Linked DNA regions of Hordeum vulgare: region 1 is linked to region 2. Evidence: chromatin contacts called from public HiChIP or PLAC-seq data. All regions are on one chromosome and are shown on one strand. Each heading gives the region's core, a stretch centred on a gene start, on an enhancer-like site or on the middle of the called end of the contact. The rest is flanking DNA. Distances are from core to core; before and after follow the strand shown.

Evidence for each region. HiChIP or PLAC-seq counts read pairs in DNA pulled down with a chosen protein or histone mark.
Region 1: a contact with region 2 is called in an H3K4me3 HiChIP or PLAC-seq map of embryo, with 9 times the contacts expected there. The contact joins the promoter of LOC123440254 here to the promoter of LOC123440218 in region 2. A contact is called at or near these places in 1 of 6 Hi-C or Micro-C datasets (seedling) and 1 of 1 datasets of contacts at active chromatin or transcription factors (embryo).

The regions. Positions count from the first base shown.
Region 1 is chr1H:397,693,707-397,696,854 of MorexV3_pseudomolecules_assembly, forward strand. It overlaps LOC123440254 (DNA-directed RNA polymerases II, IV and V subunit 12), which reads right to left and starts at 1,552. Exons shown (of 3, transcript XM_045116835.1): 1 at 1,422-1,552; 2 at 1,137-1,229. The coding sequence starts at 1,464.
Region 2 is chr1H:397,451,803-397,454,887 of MorexV3_pseudomolecules_assembly, forward strand. LOC123440218 (diacylglycerol kinase 1-like) reads right to left here and starts at 1,774. Exons shown (of 8, transcript XM_045116793.1): 1 at 1,297-1,774; 2 at 1-660. The coding sequence starts at 510.

The sequences.
Region 1 (3,148 bases), core at 302-2,801, 240 kb after region 2:
TCATGTATTAAAGGCACATAAGTTATGTATTATGATCATTACAGAAATCAGGACTGGGTGTTCTCAACAAATAAAAAGGATGGTTCAGCTAAGGGATTGTTGACAAAGTAATAAATAAATTGGTCCTTGAGAATCTTGAACCATTTATGTTTGAAAATTCTTATGAAAAAACCTAGAAAACCATGTGAACTTTGGTGAAACAAAAACCTATTAACTTCATAAATTTTAAACCGTACAGTTTCACGCCTAGAATTGTATTTGCACAAAACCTTGGGGTAGAAAATGTGGTTTTAAACTTGATGGCGGTAAGCGGCTATCCAAGGTTCTTGAGGTTGTGTACACTGCTCCAAAAAATCCATTTCAGTATTGTTTTTAAATCTAGCTTGAGTCAGTGACAAACTATTGCACGAGTAAATGGAAGCAAGCACAAGGTACATACACTGTGCATTGGTATAAACTGACCTAAATAAAGTATGATTGGTCAAAGAGTACCTCGACGATATATGTTCCAAAGTTTCTAAAAAAATCTAGATAATCACTTTAAACCTTGGTGAAAAATCCACATAACCTAATAAACTTCAAACCATATATTTTACCCCAAAAATTGTGTTTGCGAGCAATTTCGGGATCAACGATGAGGTTTCCAGCTTAATGGTGTTATGCGACTTTTCCCAAAGATTCAAGAGGTTATGTAACTTTTTGAACTTCCTGTTTCCATATGGATCTTGATTCTGCCTTGAGCAAGTCAGAAACTAATCCACAGTCAAATGGAAGTATGTACAGAGCTTATAAGCAATCCAGTAAATACCTACAACTGGCACATACTTATATCCATTGCATTAGTAATTACGGCTGTAAATTATGCAATGATGAATATGTGATCAAATATTTCCACCGGTGAAGGAGGATAGTTAACACTTTAATGATAATAGATGGCGAATACTGTTCTTCGAAACTGAATTTCAACGTTTTAGATGCGTATCATAGCTTGTTTTTTTCTTTTTCTAAACGTAATTGCACACAGCAATTTATAACCGTATTTCAGATAAGTGCACACAAAGCAATTAGCAAATGAAATATTAAAACGTGACAAGAAAATTTAAGTAGATCGAAAGAATAAAGTTAAGGGGCCATACTCCTGCGGGTGCGCTTCTTGTAGAGGATGCGGTACCCACACTCGCGGCACTGGATCACATCCCCTGTCTTGAGCGTGTTCTCAGCTCCGCAATCTGAAGGAACGCATACACATACTCGTTTAAATAAATACGGAGGGGAAGTCAATTTACTTGCACGAGAAATCGAAACACTGTGCTTCTCTTCGTGGTCGAAGAATCGAATCAACACAAGGCGTGTAACATCTGAGCAAGCGAGAATACGAACGAGAGAGCGGGGGAACGCGGGGGGGGGGGGGGGGGGGGTACCTCCGCATAGATAGCTGACGGGCTCCGGCTGCTGCGGATCCATCGAGGAGGGCGGTAGAGTGTCGCGAAGGGGCTGTAGCTAGGGTTCGTGAGGAGCGGCGCCGCGCACGGGGTGAAATAGGGAAGGCGATGCTTAACGGGCTGGCCACTTGTCTTTGGGCCGTTAGATCAGCAACTTGCTTGGTCCATCCAAATCCAAAGAAAGAGGGTCGAGGCTCACAAATCTTGCAAGGTATGGTTTATTAAGGTTTGATCGCCATACCACGTGACACATGTGATAAGTTATTCAAACAATATAAAAAAAAAAGAATTTGATTGTCATATCTAGTTAGGCCTGTCCGATAATTTTTTATTCGTCCATGTAAACATTGTAAAAAATACATTGTAAACATTGTAAACATTGTAATTTTTTATTTTGCAAGATTATCTAAAAACAATGAATCGGAGTCTTTGGAAAAAATACTCAAGAGTGCATAGGGGATGGAAAAGGTATGGAGAGGGAGAAGAAGGGTCGGGCGTATGTCGAAGATACAAGATAACGTGGAGGACGGCTAGAGATCTCACATGCGTTCTCCCTTGAGCGGCGTGCTTCTAGTTTTATCTCGTGTGTGTTACTGTTCTTTTTGGTATTGTCGGCCCAGTAGGAACCAGGTTACCACAACCAGTCTGCCTCCAGTCCAGGATGCGACACTTGGGCCGGCTCGAGGAAGATGGCCATGTTCCGGCCACTTCGAAGGGAGCCGTGTCGCGAGGGGCGAGCCTCCTAAGGCCCCTCGTCATCAGACCATGCACTATTGAGGTCGCCAGGGGCGAGGTAGCCTCGTGCGGCTCCTCCCGTGAGGTGGCCTCGTGAGGCCGGGCGTACAGCGCCAGCCGCAGGGCCCCGTGACCATCACGTGGGTGACGTACCCGCACGGAGAAGGATGGCAGAGGACGCGCAAGGCAGCGCGGACAGGGAGGATTTCTCCTTTGGTGATTAAGGTGCAGCATCCGCTGTCCCTCCGAAAGCAGGTTCCTAAAGCTTGCCATTCCGGTGAAAGAAGATTAGGGCGGATTGACGCGCCAGGAGGGAGGTCATCGTCGACCCTACCCGCGCGTTACAAAGACTACTTTAGCATGATTAGTCTAAGCTGTTGCCCCCCTTCGGATTGGCGCCCTATGGCCACTCTTTCCCGCTCATGTTTTCGGGGAAAAGGAGCAAGGCATTACAAGGGGAACTGGGCACTTCCATGTGAGAGGAGAGAGTCATTCCCTCCCCCACACCCCCGTGTACTTGAGCCATGATACGTCTCCATCGTATCTACTTTTCCAAATTCTTTTGCCCTTGTTTTGGACTCTAATTTGCATGATTTGAATGGAACTAACCCGGACTGACGCTGTTTTCAGCAGAATTGCCATGGTATTGTTTTTGTGCAGAAATGAAAGTTCTCGGAACGTCCTAAAAATTTACGGAGAATATTTCTGGAAAATATGAAAAATACCTGCGCAAAGATCCACCGGAGGGGTGAGCCAGTGGGCCACAAGCCCTATGGCCGCGACCACCCCCTAGGTCGCGCCGTCAGGGCTTGTGGGGCCCACGTGGCTCTGCCGCCCCCAATTCCAGCGCTATTTATTCCCTTTCGTCCCGGAAAAAATAAAGAGAGAAGATTTCATCACGTTTCACGATCCAGAGGCGCCGCCACATCCCATTCTTGCCCTGGAGGGCAGATCTGGAGTCCGTTTTGGGC
Region 2 (3,085 bases), core at 524-3,023:
TTCTTCAGGCTGGTCAGCTATATCAGTCCACAGCACAGTCCATTGATGGACTACATGCTTCCAACCCAACAATGAGACGCATTTGCAGTCCCTCTGAGAGTTTGAAGAGCAGATTGTGTGCGCAGCGGCACCACAAACATCACAGCGGTGAACCATGTTCTCTGATGTTATCACTGTCCCAAGGGGCTGAGCAGGTGAAATAGATTCTAGGCATACACAGCACCTCAGTCCTTTTGCACGAAGTAGAGATTCTGCAGACCATATATGCTCAGCAGTAGGGACCTTTTGATTTCTTTCAAAGTTTCTCCTTTTTGATCTGGCAATCACTTTCATCCAGCTTACACTGATCTTTCGCCTCCACAGCGAGAAAAGGTACAAAAACATCAAAAGACTGAGTATTCCAACAGCGAGATATGCAGCAATGGGGATCCAGAATTCTGATGGTTTAGGAGATTCACTGTACAAACTGAACACATACATGTTAAATTGATCCTTCAACCAGTCCATCATTGACGTTGATGACCCAATTGAATTAGAATCTTGAGCTCAAGAAATCATGACAAGAAACTACATCCTTTTAACAATGACACCATCCTTGATTGGAGGGAAATGGTCAATCATTTAACCTTGCAAATACTTAATAAATTCTCAAAGTACGATCTGCAACAAGAACAGAATTAATCAACACGCGGCACAAAGATAATGCTAGAATCGATTTACGCTTGCATTTTAGAACCATTAACATGTACAAATATCATGAAAGCAAAGTATGTATAGACTCAAAGGTTATTGGCTAAACTGAGAAATGTGCTCGGTGGGCAGAACACAAATTTATGAATGCAAACCTCAGTCTTACAAAATATCTCGATACACTCATAGATCGTAATACTGAAAGAATGCTTTACAGTAAGACTAACTAGTGCAACGTTTTTACCTAAATAACTAACGTTCACCTACTTTTTTCTTTTCTTTGCAGAAATTGAGGAGAAAATTGGAAACTGCTGAATTGGCGCAGCAAGTAACACTAGTTGAGACTTGAGACCTTTAGTGTCATTTTCAGCTAACTGAATCGACTTACTGATTAACTGGTACTTTTCCAATAAACAAATAACTGTGCAAAATTAAAAAGTAATACGATCAAGTATGCCTTGCACAAAAAAGGAAAAAAGAATTAGCTTATTTTACTGAACAGGATAACTCCAAACACTTGTCTCTTGGTCTTGGGTACAGGAAAGCTCAGTTCGTATTTTTGCATGAACTGGACTCTGAAGGGAAGAAAACAAATCGGGTTCGAACCTGTAATTAGAGGGGGCGGGAAAAGCCTCAAGCTCTGATAAAATAGGTCCGCTGAAATAAGATCAGGACGCCAAATCTGTAGGAGATTTCCGCAAGAACTGGCCGTCGCTTCCCTAGGAAAAAGAAGGAAATCCACTTCCGCCGGCGAGAAGCTCCGATCCACGGCTCCAACCCAACTTGCCCTCGAGCCGCCGCCGCACCCGACGTAAGAAACTCAATACTTCACGACGTCTCCCCTCCGGACTCTGTGGCGTGTTTCTTTCTTTTCCGTCCGCCAACTCAAGAAGACCAGCAAGGAACCGCCGACGAATAAAAAAGCAGAGCGAATCGGCAGAGGGAGAAGAGGCGGGTGCTGACACGTGTCGCTCCAGAAGGCCACGTATGCCGGACACGGCAGGTCCGCTGCGCGGGTGCTGCTCCACTGTGCGCATCGCTCGTATCGATCGGCATGTCGGCAGCTCCGGGGGAAAAAACGGCGAGACCGGGTCTCTTTCCCCATCGAGTGAGACCTCCCTGAGAGGAGGAGGGGGAAAATCCTACGAGGCCAGCGAGGAGCCGAGCAGATCTGGCCAAACGGTCCCGGTAAATGGGCTGGCCCGACAGACAGCCGCGTGCGTGGCATGACACGGATTCGGCCGGCATGGGTTAATCGTGTTCAGACCCGGCATGAAGCACGCCTCGGGTCATGTCTGGGTCTGAAGGCTGGACACGCGGGCCGAAATGGTATGGCCTGTTGATTTTTTATATATATATTTTTAGATTTTTTAAATATATATATACAAAAATATGGTCCAATAGGCCTAAAAATAAGCCCATAAGGCTAAAAAAAATACGGTCCAGCGTGCTAATTGGGCCAACATGCCGGCCTGTTTAATAATCGGGTCATGCCTGGACCTAACCCAACTAATAAACGTGCCTGGGCGGGCCGTGTCGTGCCAGACCCGATTACCACGGGTCGTGCCGTGCCGGCCCGTTTGGCCAGGTCTGGAGCCGAGGATCTGAGACCCAACTGAATGAATGGCACGTGGTAGTTTTTTTTCTAAAAAAGAAAGATTTCTTTCTGTCTCTGCATCAATACTATACATGCAGCCATTTTATTGAAAAAAATAATCAAATAGTATGCGGTTTCGAGCAAACTTTAAAGAAGCAGCAAAATAATCTAAAATAAACCGGAAGGTGCCACAACCGGCTAAAATAGGCTTAGATGTCTAACCATCTATCATACTATTGGACCGCCCTTCAAACCGGTTGTAGATATCTCGAGCTACCATCTCCCATCGGATAGACCGAGTAACCAAAGGTTCTCTGGTTTACGCAAAAGTGAGTAACGATCATGTACGGATCAACCCTCATATCCTGTAAAGTACCTGCAAACAAATTATATATGTTTATCTGTTAAAAGTCATGTCATTCCTCCAGTTCCATATAGCCGAAAGCAATGCACATACTCGTATACGAATATGTCTAGCAATAATAATGTCCACTCCATTTAGCCACGTCCCGAACACCGTTTCAATGCTATCCGAAGGTATTATATTAAAGGTTATACAAACTGTTTTCCATAACTTTTTTGCTAGTGGATATTGAAGAAAAAAGTGTTTGGTAGCTTCATCATCATCACAAAAGCTACATCGTTTATTTCCCTCCCAACTGAGCTTTGCCAAATTGTCCTTTGTGAGAATCACCTTCTTGTGAACAAACCACATGAAGACTTTGATTGTAAGGGTACTTTGACCTTTCATATATGAATCGATTTGGTGATTCGTGTTGTGTCAATGAGGTTCAAATA